Regions from separate parts of the Mus musculus genome. Here all the other regions are linked to region 6. A link is a contact called in public Hi-C, HiChIP or PLAC-seq and promoter capture Hi-C data. All regions are on one chromosome and are shown on one strand. The core of a region is the stretch at or near the end of the contact, and the rest is flanking DNA. Distances in the headings are between cores, read along the strand shown.

Region 1 (3,970 bases), core at 650-3,149, 710 kb after region 6:
CAAAGCCTTCCCTGATGGCTCCTGACAACTCTGCTCCTTTTAACTGGATTTTCTATCATATCTACAGTCAGTTCCATACGATAAACAGTGCGCCGAGTGAATTACCTTGCAGGTTGTCATCTGAGAAAGATGAATAATTTTCCCTTGTGAGCAAGGACCTTGTCTTGTAAGTCATTTGATTAGCTAATGAAGTTTATCGTGAAGGAGAACAAAACTATAGGAATTCACAAAACACAATGTAATTCGAACTCACAATTTTGAGGCCGTGGCAAGGCTACCATAACGAAAGGCACACCGTAGTAATTAGGGATTGTCAAAAGCAGCCAAATGAGGGAAAGCTGAAGTTGGAGATGTTTTGCAAATTTCAAGAGAAAGTTTGGAGATGGAGTTAAAGCTTGATCTGGGTTGCTAAAGTGGAATCCTGCACAGTGGGTAAAAATGAGGAGAGGGCTCCCAGTTCAGCCTCATGAACTTCTTTCTGAAAGCCAGGACTCCAAAGGTCAGCAGGTTGTCCCACAGCTCATGACCTCCTAGTTATGGCCGACATCCACGTAGAAGCTTGAAGGCCTGTAGAAAGAGTGTAGTGTGGAGTCTGGGTGAAGCAAGTGGTCTTTGTTTCCTAAACTATACCGTGAAGGCAGTAGTGTGCACCTCGCCGAACTGGGCATCAGGAGCTATTAAGATGGCACGTGTGAGATGTGGAGCAGGAGGAATTGATGGTAAATGTCTTATTTGGCAATCATTGATATAACTGGATCTGGATACTGAGTGGGAGAGGCATCAAATTCAATAATCTTGACAGCTCTCCCAAACCCAAATGTCTACGAGAATATGATAAGTACTTCCTGGTGAACTTGGATTTATAGAGATGGACTACCATTCGGAGAAGGCTGATACTTCTCCTATGAAGAGCACTGATTCTCTTAGACCCACTGTGGGAGTAAGAAAAGTATAACTGAGATGCCTCTGGATCATGGAGTGCTAGTTTTTTGCCTAAAAGTTATGAAAAGATTTATACAGGGAAGAAATTAGAAAATATAGATACTGAGTCAAAAACACGAAGACAGGAGAAGATAAGGGGGCAGAATCTAAGCTGGTAAGGCACATATATAGAGCCCCTTAGGAGAGTCTCTTTAAAGACATGGGTGGGTACGGGGTGTGTGACTACTTTCAAAAGGCCGTTGCAATCCAATGCTCTTCCTGCAGGTGGAGCTGCTGAGCTGAGAGTGCACCTTCGCTTTTCCCAAGTTCACATGGAGCATGAATTTCTCCTCCCTCCTTTCACCCTGCTCTTCATACTGAGCTCAGTTCACCTTCCATTCATCCTTATCCATTCTCCTCCATACTAACTTTGATAAATCGGATGACCGCTCCTCAAGATCTGACCATGAACCTGTCCATCCTATTTCAGCACTGCATCGTGGATTGACACAGCCTGTCACTCTGGATAACTATCTACCGGGCAGAGTATGGTAGTTGTAGGATGCTGGAGAGGTATAGTGCCAGTTCAGAAGGTAGACATGAGCTGGAGAGGAGGGCACCGTATCTCTGAGTTTTATTGGCATTCCACAGTTCTTGGGTGGCCCCCAGTGGCTCAAGGCAGCATCCCCTGAGAAGTCTCTTTTCAGCTGGAAACACAGGTTGGGCATTCGCAATCACCGACCCTGGTCCTTTCTCTCACCACAGCTTCAAATTGCAAAATATTTGGAAGACTACCTAAGAATATATGGGAACCTGTCTTCACTCAGTGAAATGGGAACCCTGTTAATAGCCCAAGGTTTAATTCACGGCTTCTTTTACCCTTCTTAAAATCGAAATCATTCTGTTGTCAGTGCTGGGGAGGGTTAGCTGTGTTTGACTGAAGCGGTAATTTGACAAGATGTGTCTTCACTGTCAATCAAAGTGTAGAAGAGAGCTCTTAGCATATTCAGGGTTGGTTCTCTCTGCCACCTCCATCTCCTCCTTGTGAAACTCTGCCTTCCCTTTGGAGATACGCCTCCTTAGAGATCAGAAAGAAAAAAACATTCAGGGCTAGGGGTCAGGAGGGCATGTGCTAAAGTCTATGAGGAGTCAGTTCTCTAGGTTCAGTGGGGGCTCTTCCAAGATGGGAAGGGGACAAACACTAAGATTTAGGGTTCTTTTGGCAAAAGGTTCCTGATGATCCTCATAAATCAACCCCAATCAGCTAATTCCTCCTAGAAGACGATGAATGAAAAGGGTTCTGAGAACTGCCTGCTGCGGGGTTTGGTGGGTGAGGGGCCAGTAAGCCTATAGCTGTCCCAGGGGTTGCAGAGCAAATATCACTGGAGAAGACTCCCGTGTGCACTCTGTTTCTGATGCTGCATGGGGCCACCAGAGACTCTAGATTCACTTCCATACACTCCAGGAAACAAAAGCCACCATATGGGTTTATATTGCTACTTGTGGTGGCTTGAATATGCTTGGCCCATGGCAAGTGGCACTGTTAGGAGGTGTGGCTTGGTTGAAGTGGGTGTGGCCATGTTAGAGGAAATGTGTCACTGAGGGAGTAGGCTTTAAGGTCCTATGCTTAAGCTCTGCCCAGGGCAGTCGAGAGAGCTCCTTCCTGGTGCTTTTGGATCAAGTTGTAGAACTCTCTCCCCTCCAGCACCTTGTCTGCCTACATGCTTCCGTGCCTCCCGCCATGACGATAATAGACTGAACCTCTGAAACTGTAAGGCAGCCCCAATGAAATGTTGTCCTTTTTAAAAGTTGCCCTGGTCATGGTATCTATTCACAGCAATGAAACCCTATTAATGTCTTATTTAAGACATTAATATTCAGTAATTAATAGGATTAGGGCTGGAGAAATGGCTCCATGGTTAAGAGTATGTACTTGTAGAGGACCTGGGTTCAGTTCCCAACACTCAGACAGTGGCTCACAACATCTGCACCTGCCCTCATGTATGCATATCCCACACAGACACACAATTGCAAATAAATCATTAGGGGCTGGAAAAATGGTTCGGTGGTTAAGAGCATGGGTTGCTCTTCCAGAGTTCAATTCCCAGCAACCACATGGTCGCTCACAACCATCTCTAATGGAATCTGACACCCTCTTATGGTGTGTCTGAAGAGAGCAACAGTGTACTCACATACATTAAATAAATAAATAAATCTTTTTAAAAAATTAAAATTAAAAAAGCAAAGCTTTAAAGAAAACAGGATGAGTTTTAGAATAAGAGACTTGTAGAATTTCAGCTTCTCAGCTTGGAAAAAGGATATGTAAAAAGGGTGTTGATACCCATTCAGAGTGCTCAGGAAATGGTAGCTCTCAAAGAACATACCATGTATCTTCCTGTGGAGAGGGAGCCGACTGTGTGAGGTAGAATGACATCAGAACATGCTGACCAAAAGAAACACAGGAAATGGAAAAGAGATTGACCAGGACTCAGCTATTGTAATCCCTCTTGAATCGCATCCTCCTTTCTCTTTGGCCCAGCGCTTTCAGGTCCTCTGTTCCTGAGTCCTGCTGAGGGCTTAAATTCCCTAATGAGGGCTGTGAGCCTCTGCCCAGCAGAATGTGAGGAATCTTCTGAGTTGCTGCTGGAATTCTTCACAGTTATCTTTAAGCACTTTCCTCAGCAAACATTTGAGCACAACCTTGCGCCAGGCGTCAGTCAGGATACAGTGAGGCACAATGAGAAGGTGTGGCCTCTGCACTTGAGAAACTTAGGTAGGGTAGTGAATGGGAACAGACCAGTAGTAAGTTAGTAGCAAGGTTGCAGCATGAAGAGCTACACAATGATGGGGAAAAGCATAGGAAAAGGAGGGGGACACATGACCCCAAGAATCCCTCATCAGCTAGCCAGTATTCTTCATTCATCCCATTACAACACAGCACAACACGACACAACACGATACTGGCACACCACCACATTAACACCCCACACCACCACACCATCACACTAACATTCCACCACACCACCATACTACCCATCTTAATATTTTG
Region 2 (3,563 bases), core at 925-3,424, 970 kb after region 6:
AGCAGCACAGGCCAGAAGAGGTTGTCAGATTCCCTAGAACTGGAGTTAGAAGCAGTTGTGAGCTCCTCTATGTAGGTGCTGAGAACTAAACCTGGATCCCATGAGCCATCTCCCTAACCCTAAGACCGATAGTTGCTGTTGAAATAACTAGATCATCTTCTCAGTTTCGTGTGTGAGGGCAGCTTCACTGATTAGCCTTACCTTAGAGATTCACTGAGTTCTTTCTAAAGCCAGTCATAGCTCCGAGGCAGTAGTTGAGGGTAGTTCCTCCCATCACTTAAAATATACAAACCACTCTTAGCTTGGAGGGATGTTAAAACTGGCAGAGGGCTGTATTGGTAGTTCTCTGCTACACTGCCCAAAGGCACAAAATGATTTAGTGTAGAGTAGGAGTTGAAATTTGATCAGGCATCCTGGCCTCGAAGCTAATTCCCTTGGTGACTGTGTGATGCAACTTATTGTCCCAGAGTAGCCAGTAGCCAAATCTTCATGGGTTTCTCTCCTAACATTCTCTTCTCTTTAAAAGATGAATCAGACAGTATTCACTACATGCAAAAGAGGCTAAGTTAAATGCAGCCAGAGGCCATGTGGTCACTTTATCCTTCAGTGTAAATAATACCCTACGATTTAAAACCCCGCTTTAACTTGCTGTGATAACCAGCCTGCATCTCATCCAGATACACATAACCACTGTGTCAAATTGTATCTCATTTCCTTCCTTATGTTTAACTCACTTTCACTCTATGCACATCCCTAAGTGTAATATAAAGTGTTCCACCTGCTTTAGAACAATACAAGTAATGTATTCTACACATATTCTGTGACTTGCTTATTTTCTTGACTCCATTTTGCCAGCACATATTTAAACTAAAACTACACCTGAATGCCTTGTGACAGGACATGAATTTTCCATTATCTCTCCTTACTTCTATCACACGTTTCAGTTACCTGCCTGACCCCTCAAGCCATTGTGCTTGCCACGCCTCCTTTTGCCATCCCAGGTAGACACTTAAATGTTTCTGAATATTTGGCTGTGGGAATTTCACCAGTGTTACAAGCACATTTTTGTTCTATACAATTAAAAACTAGATATGAAATTTTATTATACAAATTCATCTACATTTTATCTTGGCCAAAGTCAATCTATGATTGCTTGAGGATGAAGTTTGAGTGGGGAAAAAAATAGAAATTGTATGAAGAATGAGAACATCCTACATTGAATGGTGATGATTATTACTTGAGTACCATGGTCAAAACTCATCAAGCAGTACAATTTTAATAAATGCATTTATTATAAATAAATTACATTTTAATAAAGTCAGAAGATACACATCACTTAATCTGAGGGAATGGTCTTAGATACATAGGACGAACAAATGAGGTCCCTCAGCTTTTCAAGCCCTTGTGCCAAGCTGACCAAGAAAACATCTATATAGTATATCATATATCATATATAGCATATAGCATACAGTATAGTATAGCATGTCTGTGCTCAGCGCTCCTCTGAGCATTTCGAAGTGTCAGCATTCTGCTTTTTGTACCAGCTTCTTGTTTGGCATGAAAGTGTTCCAAAGAATCTGATCATATTTGTAAGTTCTTAGAAACAGTTTCTTAACACATAAAGCCCAAGGATTGCATCCTGGAATGTAGTGCCCACAATAATGACCTGTGCCATAAATGCATATGAGGTTATTCCCCACCTCAACATCTCTCAGGACACACTTCTTTACACCTAGTGTCCATTAACCGACCCTCTGTAGACAAATCAAGAGTTGGTATTCATAGGCAATAATTTAAGTATTTTGTAATAAACGCGTATTTTCCTCTCTGGCAACCATGTAATGAAGAACAATGAAATTCTTTTTGTGAGTTATCTAGCCTTGTCGACTCTTTAACTGTATTTCACATATAAATTAGTATTCATGGGCCACTCCACTGTCAGTGGCCACCTCACAGAGACTTTTGAGATTGTTTTTTGTGTAGTTTATTCTGGAAGATCTGCCAAATTAGAACATAGCAGCAATTTTGAAAAGAATCCAGTATGTTGATGTGAGAAGACTGTGCATATAAATTCTTTAATTATCTCTCCTTTGGCTTAATTTTAGCTTTGTGGAGTGAGAACAGATCTGCACTTGCTCCACTGCCACAATATTGGGTGGCAGCTCCAACTTGGCTCTTTTCTGGGACCGAGCTCAGAGCCATATAACAGCACTGTGATGTGGACACAGTTTCTCTGCTAAAGCCATCCATTTTAATAAAGTAAAGGTCTAACCCATCGAGCCTGGTTGAATACAGCTGTTGCATTGATCTCTTCTGGCGCTACAGTTTCTGAGTTCATTTCCTTAATCAGATTTTCCGTATGGGGAAAAGCACGAAGCTGCTTGGTATCTTCCAGCGTGCATGCATTCTAATTTCAGAATTTAATCAAATGGAACTGGCTTCCTGACAGAGTAAACAGAGCAGAATACTGTATCCACACCGGCTGCCAAGCTAGCAGCCTGAATTTATTTTTCCTTGCTTTGCTAAATGCATCTTGAATTTTCGAAAACATAGTCCAGGTTTTAAAAAATTTAGCATTTCTGGATCAAGACAAGTCACCGCTAATATCCCACCACAAATACATCCATTAAATTGCAAAAGTCAGGTAGCCAAGCTAATCCTTTCTCACACGCCCATGGCCACAGAAGAAAACAGATTCCATTTTTCCCCTATTGATCACAGCAGTTGTGTACAGAAGACCCTTGCTATTGCTAATCTAATCCCCAGAAGGGCAAACATTAAATAAAACAAGCAAGCAAACCAAGAGGGAACAGATACAATTTCTGGGGGAAAATGTACATAATCTTATGAACACAATAATTTCAGGGAGCCTGGGCATCTCTCTCTCTCTCTCTCACACACACACACACACACACACACACACACACACACACACACGCTATTTCTAACCCAGAAGTCCCTCCCTCAGTATCAAGTTCAAACATTGGTTCACAATAAACCAAAGGGACCATGACCATTTGTCCTTGGTTTATAGGTAATTTCATAAAACTTGCTCTTTCCATAAGTATGTATTTTGAAGTTACAGGTTTTTTGTTTTGTTGTTGTTGTTGTTGTTTTATTGAGACCCGGAGTCTGTGGTGGTTTAAATAAGAAATGCCCCACATAGGCTTGGGTATTTGAACCCTTGGTTCCAAGTGGATGGCTCTCTTTGGGGAGTTTGGGAGGCATGGAGTTACTAGAGGAAGTACATCAGTAGCATGGGCTTCATGAATACACAGCCCCACTGTAGTCCCAGTTGGCCCTCTCCACTTCATGTCTGGGCTTGAAGACATGACCTCTTAGCTTCCAGGTCCTGCTGCCATGCCTGCTGCTCACTGCCATGCTGCCCCACCGTGGAACCATAAGCCAAAATAAACTAGTTCTTCCATAAGTTGCTTTTGGTCATGGTGTTTTATCACAGCAAGGGAAAAGTGACTGACACAGGGTCTTGTATACCCAGACTGACTTCAAACTCAAACTCAATATGTAGCCAAGGGTGGCATTGAACTTCTGATCTTCTTGCT
Region 3 (3,502 bases), core at 283-2,782, 750 kb before region 6:
GGATTTTGAGATATATGTTTGCAAACACAGTCTGGTCTTGAAGGGAGGGCATCGTCCCTTGCTCCAGCTTCCCAGATCCTCAGCCCTACTCGTATGATTGGAACCACAGGAGGAGCCCAGACCTGCAAGCAAGTCCACCTGCAGCCCAGACAGATCCTAGAGAAGCAGGGATAGGAGTGCCTTTCAGCTCGGTCTAATTACAAGGTGTTCGAGCGGGCCTCCCTCATGGTTAATTTGCTTTGTGCCTTTATTGCCAGCAGAAGATAGATGACGCACAGAGGGTATTCCATATAGACTTGCCAGTAATTGTCGGTATGACTTCACGAGCCTTTTATGGGCTCTGCTGGGAAAGGTGTTTTCTTTTTCTTTTCCTTCTCCATTATCAGTTGATAAAAAAATAAAACCATTTTTTGGGGAGCAGGAGGAATGTCAAAATCAGGGTCTGGGTGGCACAATCCTAACAATGGTGATGACTGACCATTGGCATTAAGGCTGAGTCAAAGACAAGGGACAGAGGGAAGGAGGACAAGGTGACTGGCCGAAGGGGACATGAAGTGGGTGGTTCCCAAGAGTGATTAATAGACACATCATCACATTTTTAAGATGAATAAATGTTTCTTTTCAGCAGATTTACTTTCTCAATGATGCTTGGCTTAGATTAATGATAATCATAGTTTCTGTTCCCAAGTTTGCACAGACTGCTCTACTGGGAGGGTCGGGGTGAGGAGGCGGTGCAGGCAGGCAGGCAGGCAGGAAGAAATGTATGAAGACCATCATGTGAGACGTCGGCCATGAGAACACATCCAGTGGTTGAGTGGGTTCCTAGACATGCAAGCACCAGAGATTTGCCTAAATAGGACAAGACTGTGTTCAGTTCCAGTGGGGTGCTGGGCTGACTCACACCAGCTCGTGAAAACAAATTGTTAATTTTTTTTTTTTAGAGATCTGTTAACTCCTTTACAGTTACATGTAACTGAACTGAAACCAGCTGGAGTGGGATTTTTACACCACAGTCATGGGCAGAGCTCTGCCCTCACCACTGCCTAGTAGCTAAGCACTCATTGGTGGACCAATTGGTGGCCACCCACATAGTAAAGTGCTCCTCTAGTGGCTGGGTAGACAGCCTTTCTTTAATCATCCACCACATATCGGGGACTGTCCAGGCATTTCTAGTTCTGCTTACTTCTCTTCTCCCTCCTCCTACCTCTCTTCTAGAGCCCAACATCACAGCCAGAAGGGCCCCCCATTGATCCACACAGGGCATTGAGAGCCAGAGATGGGGGCATACCTTGCCTAAGGTCAGGGATCAGCAGCCCCGTCGTTGTCAGGTCTTCTGCCTCCCCCAACAGTGTCCATTCTCTGCCTTCTATTGTCCAGCTATGCTGTTCTATATCACACCGGTACAAGTCCACAGAGTGAGCCTCAGGGGGCTGCGTGTGTTCTTCCAGGTGCTGCTTCTGTCTGTGCGATTGGGGTTTGGTTTGACTGCTCCCTGGTGCACAAGCTCCATCCAGAGCCGGCTTTCCCTCCACTCTGCCATTGTCTGAAGATCCCACTGGAAGCAATTCAGGCTTCAGGCTTTCAGCAACAACCATCTGGAATAACAAGAAAAAATAAATAAAACTAAAAACCCAAACTGGAGCTCAGCCCATGATCCCAGAATCCTCATTGAAATGGGGAGGGGCAGCTAGCTGGGCCTGAAGCACTCACAGCCAAATCATAAGCCTGAAGAGTTTAGAGCTAGCTGCATGGGGGTTCAGGGTGAGCCCATCATGGACCAGGCTTAGGGAAATAGCTCTCCCAGGGAGCTGAGGCTCAGAGGTTTGTGTCAATGATTGCTTCTGGTGTGAAAAGAGGGGGCTTGAGTCAAGAAAGAGACTCCGGGTGAAAATCCCCTCAATTCTTAAATATATAAGTATATTCTAATGTAGACAGCAGTCTAATATGGTAAACATTTCAATGTAGACCATAGGATCAAGCAGTCCCAAGGCTGGAAAGGCCTACCAGTCTCTTTCCCTACCTCCAGTCATCCGTGTGTATTGTACTAGAGAACGGGTAGTGGATGCAGGGCCACTGTGCCCCTGCCTCCTGGTACCTCTTAAGGCTGAGCTATCCAGCTAAAGGAGCGTTTCAGATCTTATGGTTCTTTCTAACTCTGACATCTTAGATCCTAAACAAATGGGAGCATTTCACACACACACACACACACACACACACACACACACACACACTCCGATAAACAGGGAAAGCTTTCAAAAATCTCATTCAAATCGTTGCTGAATTTGTCTATTAGTGAGATTTGTTTCTTTGCATGTGCTAATTGGTCTTGGCATTAATTAATCTGATTTCATTATATTCCCTTTAATTTGTCAAGATATCATTTTGTTATTGGGTGACGGAACACATTGGAGGATTGTTAGATTCGGAATGTATTTTTTTCCCCTCTTTGAAAGTTCCTGGAGAAAAGTCGTTATCAATTAAGTTAATTTGCATACGCATTAGGTTAATCGTTTTAGTTTAGCCAAATTTGTGGAAATTTACATAGCAAATTGACCCTCCACATTTCACTTAAACATATGTAGCACACAGCATAGTACATTTTGAGTTGCTAATGAAACTGGGGTTATTTTACACGCTTCTTTTAGTAAAAGAGGTCTAATTAGACCAAGTAATTTTTTATTTCATCCGTAATTGCAAAACAAATAAGCCTCTGCGTTTCTCGTCGGCATCTCATGGACAGGGACGTTAATAGGGAAGTCATGTTTTCCTAATTAAGCCCGGTTTGATTCCTGCTCACTGTTGCGACGTCAGCCCTCCACGCTTCTCCTAGGTGCTCCTCTGCCAGAAGCGCGAAGCCTCCTGGTATACCTATTAATAGAAGACTCCCCCACACAGAGCCAACTGAATTAAAAAATGTAACTAGGAAGGCAGGGTGGGAATTTTGACAGATTTTTTTTTTAATGCCAGAGAGGAGAAAGTTGAATTCAAAAGGGGGGGTCTTGTTTCTTTCCATCAGGGGAAGAAAGGAGGGAAAAATAGCTTTTGTTCTCCCCCAGAAAAGAAGTTGGCATAACACATTGGTGGCGTTTCCAAAGTGACTCCAGGGGCTAGCTCATTCAGTGCTGGAAAGCTGGCTGCTGTCTCCGCTCCAGGTCTTCCGAGCAGAGCAGCAGAGAGCTTATAGTATTTTGGGATGATCGTGAAATTTCGGATCTGGGATCTGAGTCTTTGCTGAAGCAAGATGGCAGGGAACATCCCGGAGGTTGCGGGTGCTGAAGATGAAGATGTATCATAGGGAGAACACTGGGAGAGCCCAGTGGAAGCTATGCTTTTAACAATTCTCCTGACTCTACACCAAGAAGACCGTGACCATCACTGCCTTAGAGTTGTGTTTTTCTTCTGGCACTCCCGATTTTTACAGAGGTATTGAGGATAAGAAATGGAAGCAGAGAAGGGTTGGGCAATATAGGACTCAGAAGGAACTCTGTGCCTTGCTTATGGA
Region 4 (3,447 bases), core at 756-3,255, 950 kb after region 6:
CGTCGTATCAGGTATTCTATTGGGAGCACAAGAATGACACCAGGCAATCTAGAGGTGATTCAAAGTACATGAGAAATACTGCATCTCCTTCCAGGATACAGGGGAATGAGATTTAGGTATCTACAGAGGAATCCTGGAACCAACCCCTGATGGAGTGGTATAAGGGGGACTATATATGGAATTAAAGCCGAAGGTAGGACATAGAGATGGGAAACTCTGTCGGGGGACACCAAGCTTGATGAGGACCCAGCTGGCTGGATACTGGTGGGAACACTTGAGACTGCCTGTGTTTAGAGAGTAGTTTAACCAGCTTCCCCAATACCTAGCCAAATGCTCTTGAGCAAGTCCCCCAAATCTCTTGTAACCCAATATCTTCCGGTGGACAATGAACATCATTAACAGAGCCTATCTTATCATCATGAGGACTAAGAATACACGTGTAAACCCTGCAGAACTGTTGTAGCCTTGGGGGAGGGGGAGTTCTGTCAATTTCAACTGAAAACTTAATCCGGTTATGAAGTGGATTATGTTGGTTCCAATACCAACTCTAACATATTATATTACATTGTCCTAGTAATATAGCACTGGGCCTTAATCTACACAGACCTCAATCTGCTACGTTTTTCAGTGAGATCAGATGAAGGCACCTTTAGATCCCCAATGCCCTTTAAGTGGTATGAATGTATTTACACGGCATCACCTACTTCAGCCAAAATGTTAAGATCAGAGTCAGTTATCAGGCAGGCCATCTCAATAATCTGATCCTTCTCAATATCCAATCCTGTCATCTGTAAAACATAAATAAACAAGCATATAACAAACACATGAAACCACCTTTTGTTTTGTTTTGTTTTTGTTTTATTTTTTTGAGACAGGGTTTCTCTGTGTAGCCCTGGCTGTCCTGGAACTCACTCTGTAGACCAGGCTGGCCTCGAACTCAGAAATCCACCTGCCTCTGCCTCCCAAGTGCTAGGATTAAAGGCGTGCTGCCCAAGTTTACTTGACAGAGATTCCTTTGTGTGGACCCAGCTCACATTCTATGACCAGTAATGGTCTGGGCAGTACTCAGGGTATTAAGTTCTGAGTGCTCAGAGACTGCTAAAGGCACTTCCTGCGGGCGGGCCAGCTACTGTCAAACACATTTGTCCTGGGAACAGACTCAAAATAAGCAGGATGAAAACTTGACTACAGAAAAGTGAGCTCACGAACGTTACCTCTCGGAGGTTTACAATGGTTTCCGAAGTTTTCCCAACAACAACAACAACAAAAAAAGTTAACAAATGAACTCAGTTCGTAAGCAGAAAACTGGAGTTCAAGAGAGGCCTAGGTATGAATGCGTTAAAACTAAAATGGGTAACCTGAATCTTCCAATGGGGCCTCAATTTTCTCTTTTATGGAATGAGGGGTAAGGCTGAGTCATCTCCTGAGTCCTAGCTTAAGCAACCTAGTCTTTTAAGGCTAGGAGGTGGGGACGGAGCAGGGCTCAGAGTCGCTGCCCCAACTCTCACCCACGATCCTCAGAGTCACTAACGCGTAACACAAATTCACTTCTGGGTGGAGGTCGAGGCTAGGGAGAGGGGAGACACATGGACGGCTCCACCCAGATGGAAAGAAACCCCACAGTCCAGGGACAGTCCCAGACCCCGCAAAAACTCTTGACTCGGGGCTCCTGGGGCCGTGCTCACCTGTCGCACCTGACACCCAGATCCCTGCTGCTTCCCGGGACAGGGGAGTCCCTCGGTCCCACGCGCGAATCTGCGCTCGCCTCCCCGCACCCTCCTCGCCCCGGCCGCACTCTCACCTCCAGGTCCACCCAGACCATTCGCTGAGCCATGCTCTCCCCTGCCGCCATGGCTGCGCTACCTTCGCTGACACCTCGCGCCCCGAACTGCCCGCGCCTGCCACCCACGCCCCGCAACAGCCTGGCGCCCAGGGATACGCCTAGCATCACCCGGCACGAGCCGCCACGGCCCCAGCCCCGCCGGCCCAGCGCGCGCAGGCGCCACAGTCGCTAAACGTCGCAAACCCACGGGGAGGTGCCGGGAGAAGACTACAAGCCCCGGCATGCGAGGCGTCGGCTCGCCCTCCACAGCTACTCTCGGCTGCCGAAAGGGCTGATGGGAGTAGGAGTCCTTGGTCCAGCCTCCTGCTCCCCTCCCCCGCCACGTGTTTTCGGATGTTAAGGGACTTGCTAGTATTTCACCGCTAAAGTTTGTCTGTTTCCAGGAGATATCATTCCTGAGTTTTTATTAGTTCTAAGCTGCGAAGTTGAAGAGGCTTTACTTTGAAAAATATGGTTATATGTTTAAGAATTGTTTTAAATCTACCTTTTCCTTACTGCTACCTCCCTCAGTTTTTCTTTTTTTTTTTTTTTTTACCTGCCCCTCCCTTCCGCGTATTGAGTATATTTCTTATTTACTTGGAATCCGAGTGACGTGCTCTTTTGAGCTACAAGGCCAATTCCGCCATCACCGTTTAGGAGTCCTTAAATGGTCTCTTTTCTGAAAGATGACTTCGCACATATCAGGTGTTCCATAAATGTTCCTTTCCCATTATTGGCAGAAGCCTTGTCTCGTTTTCTAGGATGCCAGGACGTGTAGGCTGTGTTTCGGTTGTTAGATCGTATACTATTCTACCTTTTGCAGCCCACTAAAGAGAGTTGGAATAGCTCTGCCTGCTCTGTCCTGCGCTCTGCCTTTGCCGATCGCTCTGGTTTTAATAGACGGGTCCTTAATCTCCCACAATAGATACGGTTTTCATCACCTACGCTCGAAGGGGCCTCTGCGGAGATCTTATATTTTAGCTCAGTAGCAAACGCCTCTGCAAAGGGCAATTTTGTCACAAACGTGCTCAGTCTTGAATCACATACTCTGTGTCTTTTTCTGAAAGCTGTGTTGCCAGTAATTACAGAGCTTGTGGTTGGTGGCATAGTTATTCCTACCCGGTGAGCTGGTTTTGTGAGACAAACATTGTTGCCTAATCAAAGCTTTAAGGATGCTGCAACCTACAAGTGGATTTCAGCTACTCCACCGGTGACCTGCCAAGCTTGGCCAGAGAAACGGAAAAAATCATGGAAACGGGTGTCAAATTACATGTTCAATTTTACTGCAGAATGGGTATGTATATTATAACGGCATTACCTAGTAGAACATACTGTTAAGTTTGTAATCATTTGTGGCCCTACTCATAGGAAGGAGAACTCTATTGTAGCATTGAAACTTTTTTTTTAAGACAAAGAGACACACTACAGAACCCAAGCTGGCCTGGAATTCTGCCTCCCAAGTACTAGGATTAAAAGTGTGCAACACCACACCTGGCTATATAGGAATTTGAATCCGCTGGGCTTATTCTCAGTATTACTTCTTTACATTTTGAAAGGATAACATCCTTAGGCTGGAGAGATGGCTCAAAGGTTAAGTAAGAGTACTTGCTGCTCTTGCAGGGGAT
Region 5 (3,418 bases), core at 368-2,867, 980 kb before region 6:
TGCGTGAGCGGGCAGCCCCATACCAGCCCCTGTGCCAAGCCCTTGGCCTCTGCTCTCATTTTGTTCTCCCTTTTGCTTTGTAACTAGCACTTCCTCAATTAAAGTGGCAAGGCAGAGCTGACAAAGAAATCAGTGGCTCTCTTCCCGAACATCAGTGTAACAAATTTCTCTCTGGGATACCTATTTGTTGTTTGGGTATCAGACTGACTGTAATCTGTTTCCATTTTCCTTCTCCGTGTCCCCCGCCAGAAGCTGGAGGCTCAGCAGCGGGTGTTCTGATGCTTCCATTTGGCTGAATGAGGGGATAGATTAGCTTCCTATTTGCTATGCGGACGCTCCCATCTGATATCCATTAGATGTGTCAGGAAAGCCCAGAAAATGTGTCTCCCTTGGTTATTTTGGGCGTGGTAAGATTGAAGAGTGGCAGAGAGTTCTTGAAGATGTACCAGCTGCTCTGAAGGTACCAGGCCACTTTTCTTTCTGACTTTGGTAACCCACATGTCCCAGGTTATTTCTGGGCCAAGGGATATGGCTGCCAGGGGAACTACTTCCTGTTGCTTGGGGGGGTGGGGGGAAGTAGGTGCCAAAAGGTTGATGAGAGACAGCCATATTGCCTCTGGTACAAGCACCCTAGAGAACCTAGTGTGTAAGGTAGTTAGTTCAGTGTATGGAGGAAGCTGACATGCAAAGAACAACTGTGGCCAGTTCTCTTGAGTGTCTTGGAGCCTAGCCAGTCCCTACCATTCACAGTCCTTCAGAAGCTAGGCATGGATGCAGAGCCTCTGTGTGTGTTAGCTTCTGAGGACGATGACTCGGGAAGGTCTTGTCTACTACTTTGCTGTTTATCTGACAAATCGCTTAGGTTGGGCACAAGGTGAGTTCACAGTATGTCCAAACTTTCATTCCAGAGTCACCCAGGATACCGGAGCTGCCTTCTTGTCTACTGCCAGGGATGCGGTCACCTGGGTCAGGGATAACCTTCCACACGTTGCTTGGTCTTGCCCCTGTCCTTCCCCCGGCAGCAGCTACTGTGATTCCGGTCTCCCCATTTCAGGGGGATGGTTTCTTCTGAAAGAGCATGTCACCAGTGACATGGACAATCCTTCAGAAGTGACAAGACCTGCCTCTGCATCTCACAGCCTGCCACCAGGCCTAAGTGACTTGTCATCTCCTCTTGTCAGTTGCAGCTCCCTCCTTCTGTGCTCCCTCCCCACCAGAGCCATAATCCTCTCTCTTTGATAACACAATTGTCTCCATGGCACTGAGCCCCTTGCAGCTCAGTGGGGGCTCTCACCACAGAGGAGGAAGATGGAAATAAAGGGAACAAAGACCCCCTTAAAGAAAAGAATAATGTTCATCTCCAGGCTGTTTCCCAATCCCGTCTCTTCCTCTTCCCTAGGAAAAAGAGAATTCTAGAAGGATGCTCAGGATCTGGCGAAGGGCACAGTTGTTCTCAGACAGAAGGCCCCGAAATCACTGCTGTTTGAAGTGGGAATATTTATTTCCCTGCTTAAGCAGCACGCCAGAGAGAGTGGGCTCCTAGCCTGATACAGCAGGGAAGGACAGGATCCCACGGGCAGGCTGGGGACAGCATACAGAGGTTGGCAAGGAGCTGCTGGCCCAAGGGGTGGTCCTGTAATTACTCTCCCTCAGATGGTGTGGGACCCAGCTATAGCGGGAGGGATGGGGAGACAGTACAGTGGTTGGAATCCTTGCCATCTGTGTGTACTGCTAATGACTTGGCTTGGATTATGTCCCCACCTCACTGACATCAGGTCCTCCCTGTTCTATCCACTGCAGGGTTTCTGTGCGATTCCCTCAGCTCTCAGCAGGGTTGCTCCTAGGGCCTGTCTTATGTTATATGGCCTCTATACCCAGGGTACTGAGCAAGCCCTTGACATTTTGGGATGGCTATTCTCTGAACAGAGTGGAGGTTTAAAGAGGAGCATACAAACGGTGCCTTTGCTCACTGAAAAGCCATCCTAACCTTACTTAGGTTTTTGTAAATGCCTGGAAGTCTGATTTTGGTGATTTTTTTTAAAGCTACATAAAAGGTTCCCCACCGGAGTAATAGAAGGTTCTCGAAGACACTGTGTTATCATGCAGCTGCTGGTGACTGTCTGTGTTCTGGTCTCCTTGGCTGGAGTGTGGAGGCTGTTCCTACTTGCCTGGCTGACCTGGAAATTCCTATAGAATTGTGCAAGGAAATGACAGCTTGTGGGGAGGTAGCCAAGAGGTTAGGCACTTGACTAGCATTCATGAGAACCCCTAGGTTCGAGATCCCCAACAGGGGGGAAAGAATCATACAACATACAAGAAAATGGGCATGCAAGTCCCCTTTGAAGTATAAAATACCTCAGGGGTGGATTTTTAACCTTCTTTGATGCTCAAATGTATCTACTACATAATAAAAGCAGAATAGGAAGGGATTTGCTTTCAATGCTGAGAACTAGTATGTCCAGTCTCCTTCTGGTCTCTACTTGCTTGATCTTACATATTTTCCAAACCCTATCATCACTGCCCATCACCTGATCCCAGGCTGAAGTGTAACTGCCAGTCACAGTGAGCCAAGAAGGAACTTGATGGTGGGGGTCTTAGTTAGGGTTTACTGCTGTGAACAGGTACCGTGACCAAGGCAAGTCTTAAAAAGGACAACATTTAATTGGGGCTGGCTTATAGGTTCAGAGGTTCAGTCCATTATCATCAAGGTGGGCATCCAGGCAGCATCCAGGCAGGCATGGTGCAGGAGTAGATGAAGAGTTCATCTGAAGGCAGCTAGGAGAATAGTGACTTCCAGGCAGTTAAGCTGAGAATCTGATAGCCCACACCCACAGTGATACACCTGCTCCAACAGGGCCACACCTTCTCATCGCACCACTTCCTGGGCCAAACATATACAAGTCATCAATCACAGTGGGTTCCATCTTCCTCCTCTTTCCATTGTCTCATTCATGGCTCTGGCCAGCCTGTGCATTGAGTTGGTAAGAGGGCTGTGCTTTCTGTGACCTCCGGACCTTTGCACATGCTGTTCCCTCTGCCTGATAACTCATGCTTGTCCTTCAACTCTTGACTTGGCTTGTGCCTCCTCCAGGTCTCCTCTGGCATTGACTGTCAGTGATGGAACAGAAGAACACTCAGCTCTCCACTCTAATTGCTTTCCATTTCCCCCCTTGTATGAGTCAGATTTTTTAAAAAATTTTTTATTTTTTATTTTTTTGGTTAAATCAAAGTGACCAAATACCTGAGAGAAAACTTAAAGGGAGGAACTATTTGTTTTGTCTCATGATTTCACAGGCCTTAGTCTATTCTGTCAGGAAGGCTGTGGGGAAACCTGACTTCAGATCATGGTGATGAGGAAGCAAAGAGAGGGGACACATGAAGATCCAACCCCCAAGGACACACTTTCCAGTGGTTTCCG
Region 6 (3,780 bases), core at 567-3,066:
GTCCTGTCCTGTTGTCAGAATAAACAGTCTCTGAGTTTTTCATTCTGATTTTGGTAGAAATCTGCTTTGTATCACGTCTAATCTAGGTAGTTTCACTTCTGGCTTTTGCAGACTGGGCATTATCCTGGCGGTCACATGGTGTTGGTTTTCTGCCTCGTATACTGTGATTTGCCTACTGGAGCTTTCTCCACTTCTGGAGGACTGCTTGCAGTTCGTGCATTGGGGCCTGTAATTACAGAGCAGAAGATCCAGGGATGTGGAGACAGGGCAGTTTCGAAAATTAGTTTATGCATAATGGATAATATGAGGCTGCTTTAATGTGTAACTCATTTGATGGGTTGGCCGATCTTAACTTCCTTTTGATATTTATTTATTTATTTTTAATTTATTTGCAACATGAGGACAGAGGGCTTGGTACAGCTCTTCTAGACTATAGTTCAGATTCAGCAATTTACATTCAGTAATCTCTTGGTCATTTAGCCACATATAATTTGTCATGGTTTGTTTTAGCTGTTGTGATATTGATATTTATTATGCAAATTGTATTTCCTACATCTTATTGTTCTGCATTCTATGAATACTTAAATTATTATAAACCTTTACACTTAATACGGCTCGTCCTTCAATTTGATGCTTGAGCAACAGAGGGTCAGAGCACACACGGTCTTCTAGAGGGAAAGAAAATAAGTAATTAAAAGGCAGACAAACAAGAGAGCCGGCTGCCTTGTTGAAAAGAAATCAAAGATAATTTCGGGGAGGGAGGAAGTGTGTCCAGAGATGCATGCAAGTCCCGTCAGCGGGAGAACCTCTCTGAGACACAACTAAAGTGAGGACCTGTTGGTCTCTAGATGCCTTAGAAAGGACTGGAAGCATAGGAGAGAAGGGAATTGAACCGAGCCCTGGAAGAGGAACTCGACTGACTCTATCACTGCCTCGGTTCCCTACATTCCCTTCCCCACGACCCTGACCGGTAGATTTTTTTTTTTTTTGCTTTTGTGTGCGTGTAATCTTAAATATTCCATATTACTTATATGCTATAATCTACTAAACATGGGAAGGACACTTCCAACAAGCTGGGAAGCCTGAGCACACCCACCTTGATTTACCTTTCCCCAGAATCTACAGCCAAACATCCACTTGAAAATCCCAGAACCCCGACTCCACAGCTTCAGTCTTCCAACTATCCCCTAGTCTGCCGCTAGGCTGTTGAGCGGGCTCTCCTGCTCCGCCGGACGTGCAAAGCACGCATGCACTTCTCTCAGATTGTTTTGTCAATCCGGGGACCTGCATTCGCACTCTCCACTCCCGGGTTTCCCAAAGATCTTATTCCTTCGTGCAAGGTGAGGGAAAGGAAATTTTGTAACGTATGACTTCGATAGGCCGATGCCCACGCAGTGCCCCGGCCCAGGAATCTCGCGGTCAGACTCTCCGACCAGGAGTCCGCCGCGGCGAGTGGCGTAAAGGTTCCTAGTAAAGGTGCACGAAAGCGAGAGACCCGCCTCCTGAAGCCGCAACCCCCTCCCCAGCCACCGAGCCGGACGCGGGCCAGTACAGGTTCTCCTCCTTCGGGGAAGCGAGGCCGAATTTTAACGTAAACATATTTGCATAGGCCCCGCCCCTCGGCCCCGCCCCTAGGTGGCGCGGGCGCGCGGCCGAACGCTAGCGCCAGGGGGCGGGGTGGGGGAGGGGGCTAGTTCTCGGAGAGCCGGGTTGGGCTCGAGGTGCCACGATTGGTCGCTCCTGACTCCGCCTCCAGCGCATCTCATTAGCATCTCATTAGCTGTCCGCTCGGGCTCGGGAGGCAGCCACCGCCGCCAGTCTGAGGCAGGTGCCCGACATGGCGAGTGCTGTGCTGCCGAGCGGATCCCAGTGTGCGGCGGCAGCGGCTGTGGCGGCGGCGGCGGCGCCTCCAGGGCTCCGGCTCCGGCTCCTGCTGTTGCTCCTTTCGGCCGCGGCACTGATCCCCACAGGTAGGTTGTGGGCACCCGCGGATTGGTCCCGAAAACCCCCCCGGGCACCCCCAGGAGCCGTAGCTATGGAAGGGGGGACGTTTCCATGACAACCTTCCCCCACTTCCTAAATCCAAAGCGGCGGGAGCGTGGCAAGGAAAGTCGGGGCTGCGATGGAAGGGGCCGAGGGGTCGGCGCCCCTTCTCTCCTATCCGCCGGCTGCGGATGGGCGCCCTCAGGGATGGCTGCACCCACACCTCTTCTTCCTGGCGTAGCGCGGGGTGCTGAGTGGAGTGGGCTCGGGGCCGGGGGCTAGCGCGTGGGGGGAAGGGGAGCCCTCGGAGGCGCCCCGAACCTTCCGGACCCTCCGAAACTCGCTCTCGTCCCTGGAACTTGCAGGTCCTCCTGTGTCCCTGGGCTAAGCTTTCGCCCCCTCCGTTCCAGCTCGCCCCCCCGATCGATTCTCCATTCCCCGAAGCTTTCTCCTTCGCGGGTCCCCAGGACATCCCCACCGTCGTGTCCTCTTCCCGGCTTGCCCGCGCTCTGCAGCCAGGTCCCCCGCCCGAGAGCTCTGCACGCCTCTCGTGTTTCCCTCCAGCCGAACGCTGCCCCTCGGCCCCCTCCGCTAGGCTGCGGGTCGGCTTGGCTGGAATCCAGGCAGGGAAAGTTCCCGGCTCGGGGGCGGCCGCTCGTCGCCGCCGCTGCAGGAGGGCTCTTGGAGCCCGCAGGTTGTCCGCGCCACCGAGGCCTCTGCCGCGAGTGGGGATCCGGGATTTCCCGGCTGCGCGTCCTTCGGGCAAGCGGCCCGCAGGTGGTGGCGGGGGCGTTCGCGGCCTCTGCGGCCCGGCGTGCGCCCTGCGGGCCTCGGGGCGCTCCCCGCGTGGCCGGCCGTCTTGAGAATCTGCCCGGGTGGCGGCGGCTCGGCGAGCGCCGCGCCTTCCCTGAAGACGCCGAGCGCTTGGCAGGAGCCCCGCGTGTGGCTGCCCCGGTGCGGGGCGCGTTGGCGCGGTCGCGAAAGAAGAGGGCAGTGTTTGCATTTGCTAACAAAAGGGAGCCGGAGCTCTTCCCCACCGGAGAGGCCGGCCGCGCTGCGACCGCCTTCCCGCCACCTCGCCGCTCTTGCCCGCCGCACGGTGTCCCCGTGCTGCTGTACCGCCTGCCGCTGCCTCCTGGCGACCGGCGGGACCGAGCTGCACCGGGCGGTGGCGAGAGGGCTTCTGCGCGAGGGGATGCGCTAGGGCTCTGTGCCTGCAAAACCCCTCGCAGCTCCGAGCTGCAGGACCTGGGAGCAACAAGTGGTGGAGGATGCTGCGAGCTCATCCCCCACCTGCGGAGCCCCCAGCCCGGGAGGATGCAGCGCTGGGCCAGCCAGCCTGCGGTTCCGGGGGCGCCTTTCTGCTTGGGTTGTGTCTTTTGTTTACACGCTAGAGGACACATAGTTATGTAAACACCGCAGGAGACGTGCTGTTGGGGGGTGGGTGGGGGTGCTTGGGAGTGCTAGCTTCGGATTTTAGGGGATGCCAGGTTGGTTGATTTGACACCCCCACCCCCATTATAAAATAGGCTTGCGGAGGAACTCGGCTTGAAGAACCAATTGAGGTTCTAAGGGTGGGATCCTGGCAGCACCTTCCATTCCAGCTTGAGAATTTTGTCTTCCATGCTACGTTCTGTCTCCGGATGTTTATATGTTTTTCTTCTGTGAATTCTTAATTTATGAGTTACAAGATAATTAGGTTTAACCGAAGCCGGTGTGGTTACAACTTAATTTCTGGTGATGCCACTGACTGGAAGGGTTCGATAGAGTGTTCCCGAAAGAGATCCCTCGTGCTGC
Region 7 (3,977 bases), core at 525-3,024, 830 kb before region 6:
CTTACGTCCTTGTTAAATCCATCCAAGAAGCAGAACCGCTATACAGAATGTGGTGGGCACTCCTTCTTCATGCCCACTGAAGGTTTAGCAGGGTGGGCCCTCCTGAGCTCTCTGAGCCTGCCCTGTAGGGGGTGTGTCAGTTGGGAGGTTATCCAGGTTAGTCCTCCTTCCCCTTTCCTCCACCTCTAAGGCTGATGCTGCAGCCTTCCTCCCTGCCTGCTGTAACAGGCTCATCAGTGCCCTGCCTGGGGAGCTCAAGGAGAGCACCTCCCTCTCATCCCCAGGCAGCGCCAAGAGGACCGCTCCCACCAGCAGCATCCTGTAAATGGCGCTACTAAATATTTCATTCAGGCTTAACAACTCAATCTGCCTGCCATTATCCTGAGGGCCCCCGCAGCCCCCCAACCCCTTTCTGATTAACAAAGTAGCTGGCCGGGAAGATCTGCCGAAGCCATCATCGGACGGACGCTGTGTTAGCTGGTGCTCAGGGCGGGCTGGGCTGAGGCTCAGCATTAAGCAGGAAGCATCGATTGCAGCATTAGCTGGCTTTTTACATTCCCAGGCAGACAATGCAAGTACCTTCAATTATCTTCAAAGCAACTGAAGGGAAGGAAATTGGTCTTAGATGTGGTAAATAGACTCCACAAAGTCCGCTGAAGCATGCAGAGATGTGCGCACTGGGGACAGAGAGGCCTAGCCAACAAGCCCCTGCCATAGCTGCTCAGAATACAGACAACTATGGCAGGGGTCCCGTGCCTGTGAGAACATAAAAGGGTGTCCCGGCCAGGCTGTCAAATGCCAAGGCAGCTGTGGGAGAGATGTGACCCTAGGAGAGCAACGAACCCTCTCAAGGCTCATTTTCTATATTAGTGACTATTTGGGCTAATGGCAGCTACTTTACATGGAGCTGATCTTGATTTCAGGTTTCTGTCTTCTTCAGGTTGCCCACCTTCCCCTGCGCCCCCTCCCCTCGCATCCCCAGTTCTTAGCATGCGGTTAGTTGTGGGGGTTCAAGTCTACACTTCCCACTCTGCTAGCTGCCATTGACATTGACAGTGTTTGTTTTAGGGAAGGGGCGTGGCACCGCTAAGAGGCTGGTGAAAGCTTTGTCCATCTGCCCATGGAAGAGCTCACAACGGCACAAAAGAGTGGGATAGAGGTTTGAGCCTAGCCTGGACTACACCAGTGAAACCCTGTCTCAAAACCAAAATAATCCCAAGAGTCAAAACAAAAATAAGTGCCTAAAACACACAAAGACACAATTTCCCTGTGATTTCAAGATTTCAAAGAATGTAATGAGAATGAAGCTGGAATCCCTATACCAGTGTTTGCACCCATAGACGACGTGTGACTCACAATCGGAATATGTCTGCGGACTGCTTGAATAACTTCAAAGAGGCATTCCAGCTCTGTCTGTTTAGAATTCAATTCTATTCAAAAAGCATCCGGGGGAGTGCTTACTGTGGAGAAGGCTCTGGACTGGATCCTGTGGAGAATACAAGGATGCGAGTCCCACCCACAGGGCAGGGAATGAGACACAGAAACACAGGGCAGGGACTCTAGAGGTTACAGTTGAGGTTCATCCATTTGAAGGGTCCCCTTGCTGACCTTCCAAGAAACAACTCCCGGGGGTAAGAGGTTTGTGTCTTCCCGTTCAGGCTGACCCTGGAGATTTTAGTGGGCAAACATTTGGGACTGACTGAGAGAAAAGGAGAGTGCGTGGTAGTATGTGCTGTATAGGTTCTCACCCTTGATGCTGGGTAGAGCGCGAGGGCCCAGCAGCTAACACCTGCTCAGTGCTGTCCAGTACCCCTGCTGGGTTAATCTATTCAGCAGGGGCATCATTATGCATGGACAATTTACATAATTTCACCAAGCCTCTGATTGCAGGGCGCTCAAGTGCCTATTTTGGAAGCTGGCAAGAGAGTATGTCTTTGTCTTTTCAGGCCATGGAGAGGGTGCGATGTGGGAGGCCAGACCTGCTTGTGTAAAGCTGGCCCTGCTCCTAGAACTGGCTCTCTGGGGCAGAGTCTACGAAAGTGAGCGGAAGTTTCCTCTCGGGGGCTTGTTTCAGGAGAAGTAGCCCATTCCCACCCCAGCCTGTTTCCGTTTCCTTGCTTGTAACGACTTCCTTTTAAAAGGATAAAACCCCTCGTGGACGTTTTAAGGAGTTAAGTAACTATCAGCAATGGCTCCTGTTGGGGCTGTTTGGATTTGAAAAGAAAATACTGAGATGTAAAGATATCAATATTTAATTGTCTCTCGAAGCCTGCATTTACAGCAGGGAGTAGCAAGTCTTTTCTGAGTGCATGGGCACGTGTGCGTGTGCACCCCAGCATGTGAACATGTGTGCGTGGTGGTAGTGGCTGCCACGGTGGGGGTTGTTTAACAGAGGAGAAAATTTCAGGAGCCTTATGCATAGTCACTGTCATTTCTTATTTAACTCTGCTCCCCATCTCAAAAAGTAAGGGCTGACAGGGCATGAATTCTTTTTGATTAACTCAACCAATAAGTGCAGGACACTTGGGTGGCCCTTCTTTGCCCATAAGACAGAATGAACCTTATAAAAATAGAAGAAGTTTGTGGAGCTGCCTGATGCCATAGCTCCCACTCAGATGCTGGGCTGTGAGAAAGGCTGGCCTAGGCAGGGCTCATCTTCCCCCGCTCCAACCTTGCATGGTTCCTGGAACATGACAGATGCTCAATAAATCCGTGTTGAGTGGTTGTTGGACTCTTTAAGCATTCCCTCTAGCTTTGTGGTCATTTTCTGCCCACACGGCTTCTCCCAAATGCTTGGCAGTTTCCCAGAAAAAGACACATACATCCCAGAGAAAGAAAAGAGACTCAGAGTAGTTAATGGGGCCCTGAGAGTATAGAAAGCTGGACTAGGAAAAGGGAGAGCCTAAAGCCCTGTGATCTCTTTCACGTGGTACCATTAGAGAGTTTTGTATGAGACCCTGGAAGGAGCTTTTGGTCTTCTGGAGAGGAGAACTGTGAATATTCACCAAAGGAACGTTTCAGGGGAGGAAGGAAAATGAGGTTCTCCACCGTGGTGGGCAAGGACAAAAATGGTCCCTACCTCCTTGTAATATATGTTACGAGGAGCTCCTGCCTCTGCCAACAAAATGTCTTAGGCTAGGTAATCTGTACATGGTGGCTATTTCTTTTTCATAGTTTTGCATGTTGGGAAGTCCAAGGACAAGGTGACAGACAGCAGGCTGAGTGTTGGTATGGGTCTTTCAAGATGGCATTTTTGGGAGATTCTCTAGAGGGGCCAAATGCTTCAAGAGGCAGATGAGGTGGGAGGGGCAGAAGGGGCAACCCCTTCCTAAAGCCCCTTCTGAAGGGTCCTAACTCCATCAGTATGAACTTTGTCCCTTTTAAACCACCTCTTACATGCCCTGATCCTTAATACTATTATGTGGGGAATTAAGTGTAAATACATGAATTGTGCCCATACTTAATTTCATATTACAGACACCCCCATCTTATAAAGATGCTGGATAAACCTTTGTCAGGGGTCTTCAGGATTTTCCTGAGGTATCAGGAAAGAATAAAATGGCATGCAAAGTAGAAACAGAAAGCTCTTAAATGTGTCAATGATGCCTTCACAATGTTGAGGCCATACTCAGCTTATTTCCTTTGGAGGATCTTCACAGATTCCAGGGAGAAGTCAGGCAGGTTAGAAGAAGGGGCATGCTACCTCCATGTCTGTGGGTGTGTTTCCAAATGTATGATAAAAGAAGAAGAAGAAGAAGAAGAAGAAGAAGAAGAAGAAGAAGAAGAAGAGGAAGAAGAAGAAGAAGAAGAAGAAGAAGAAGAAGAAGAAGAAGAAGAAGAAGAAGAAGAAGAAGAAGAAGAAGAAGAAGAAGAAGAAGAAGCAGCAGCAACATGGGAGCCCCTTTTCTTACTTTCTAAGAAGGAATCTTCTAGAGTGCTTTTTGAATGTGAGCAATAGCTCCTCCCTCCCTGGCTGT

What was found. Promoter capture Hi-C pulls out the DNA fragments that hold promoters and counts their contacts. Hi-C and Micro-C count contacts between places; a contact is called where the count stands out from the background. HiChIP or PLAC-seq counts read pairs in DNA pulled down with a chosen protein or histone mark.
Region 1: a contact with region 6 is called in a Hi-C map of rod photoreceptor, with 2.5 times the contacts expected there. The contact joins the enhancer-like site here to the promoter of Cadm1 in region 6. A contact is called at or near these places in 1 of 39 promoter capture datasets (hippocampal neurons), 18 of 484 Hi-C or Micro-C datasets (the N1E-115 cell line, cerebellar granule neurons, cerebral cortex and 10 more) and 15 of 115 datasets of contacts at active chromatin or transcription factors (SST interneurons, VIP interneurons, astrocytes and 11 more).
Region 2: a promoter capture Hi-C map of hippocampal neurons shows a contact between it and region 6, with 7 times the contacts expected there. The contact joins the enhancer-like site here to the promoter of Cadm1 in region 6. A contact is called at or near these places in 3 of 39 promoter capture datasets (cranial neural crest, hippocampal neurons and stem cell-derived epiblast-like cells) and 4 of 115 datasets of contacts at active chromatin or transcription factors (astrocytes, bone marrow-derived macrophages, embryonic forebrain and 1 more).
Region 3: a contact with region 6 is called in an H3K27ac HiChIP or PLAC-seq map of VIP interneurons, with 7 times the contacts expected there. The contact joins the enhancer-like site here to the promoter of Cadm1 in region 6. A contact is called at or near these places in 1 of 39 promoter capture datasets (hippocampal neurons), 3 of 484 Hi-C or Micro-C datasets (cerebral cortex and cortical neurons), 10 of 115 datasets of contacts at active chromatin or transcription factors (VIP interneurons, astrocytes, craniofacial prominence and 7 more) and 1 of 9 other capture datasets (adipose tissue).
Region 4: a promoter capture Hi-C map of hippocampal neurons shows a contact between it and region 6, with 7 times the contacts expected there. The contact joins the promoter of Rexo2 here to the promoter of Cadm1 in region 6. A contact is called at or near these places in 3 of 39 promoter capture datasets (hippocampal neurons, second pharyngeal arch cranial neural crest and stem cell-derived epiblast-like cells) and 5 of 115 datasets of contacts at active chromatin or transcription factors (astrocytes, bone marrow-derived macrophages, embryonic forebrain and 2 more).
Region 5: a contact with region 6 is called in an H3K4me3 HiChIP or PLAC-seq map of embryonic forebrain, with 4 times the contacts expected there. The contact joins the enhancer-like site here to the promoter of Cadm1 in region 6. A contact is called at or near these places in 4 of 39 promoter capture datasets (the 3T3-L1 cell line, the C10 cell line and pre-B cells) and 3 of 115 datasets of contacts at active chromatin or transcription factors (embryonic forebrain, forebrain and neural tube).
Region 7: a contact with region 6 is called in an H3K4me3 HiChIP or PLAC-seq map of forebrain, with 5 times the contacts expected there. The contact joins the enhancer-like site here to the promoter of Cadm1 in region 6. A contact is called at or near these places in 1 of 39 promoter capture datasets (hippocampal neurons) and 9 of 115 datasets of contacts at active chromatin or transcription factors (VIP interneurons, craniofacial prominence, embryonic basal ganglia and 6 more).

What each region holds. Positions count from the first base shown.
Region 1 is chr9:48,237,157-48,241,126 of GRCm38.p6, forward strand. It overlaps a transcript of Nxpe4 not described here. Among named protein-coding and RNA genes, the nearest start is that of Gm51672, 45 kb to the right of the region's middle. Within about 2 kb of position 1,900, at least 14 of the 459 cell types and tissues checked have an H3K27ac peak or open chromatin away from gene starts, as enhancers often do. A contact at or near this core is called in rod photoreceptor, where this site is marked.
Region 2 is chr9:48,502,782-48,506,344 of GRCm38.p6, forward strand. No RefSeq gene overlaps it. Among named protein-coding and RNA genes, the nearest start is that of Gm5617, 9.2 kb to the left of the region's middle. Within about 2 kb of position 2,175, at least 16 of the 459 cell types and tissues checked have an H3K27ac peak or open chromatin away from gene starts, as enhancers often do. A contact at or near this core is called in forebrain and hippocampal neurons, where this site is marked.
Region 3 is chr9:46,781,664-46,785,165 of GRCm38.p6, forward strand. No RefSeq gene overlaps it. Among named protein-coding and RNA genes, the nearest start is that of Gm31614, 47 kb to the right of the region's middle. Within about 2 kb of position 1,533, at least 17 of the 459 cell types and tissues checked have an H3K27ac peak or open chromatin away from gene starts, as enhancers often do. A contact at or near this core is called in VIP interneurons, cerebral cortex, cortical neurons and 3 more, where this site is marked.
Region 4 is chr9:48,478,606-48,482,052 of GRCm38.p6, forward strand. Rexo2 (RNA exonuclease 2) reads right to left here and starts at 2,006. Exons shown (of 7, transcript NM_024233.4): 1 at 1,802-2,006; 2 at 705-788. The coding sequence starts at 1,948.
Region 5 is chr9:46,553,729-46,557,146 of GRCm38.p6, forward strand. No RefSeq gene overlaps it. Among named protein-coding and RNA genes, the nearest start is that of Gm22659, 7.5 kb to the right of the region's middle. Within about 2 kb of position 1,618, at least 8 of the 459 cell types and tissues checked have an H3K27ac peak or open chromatin away from gene starts, as enhancers often do. A contact at or near this core is called in embryonic forebrain, where this site is marked.
Region 6 is chr9:47,528,536-47,532,315 of GRCm38.p6, forward strand. It overlaps Cadm1 (cell adhesion molecule 1), which reads left to right and starts at 1,817. Exons shown (of 11, transcript NM_207675.2): 1 at 1,817-1,970. The coding sequence starts at 1,838.
Region 7 is chr9:46,702,002-46,705,978 of GRCm38.p6, forward strand. No RefSeq gene overlaps it. Among named protein-coding and RNA genes, the nearest start is that of Gm22805, 74 kb to the left of the region's middle. Within about 2 kb of position 1,775, at least 31 of the 459 cell types and tissues checked have an H3K27ac peak or open chromatin away from gene starts, as enhancers often do. A contact at or near this core is called in VIP interneurons, embryonic basal ganglia, embryonic forebrain and 2 more, where this site is marked.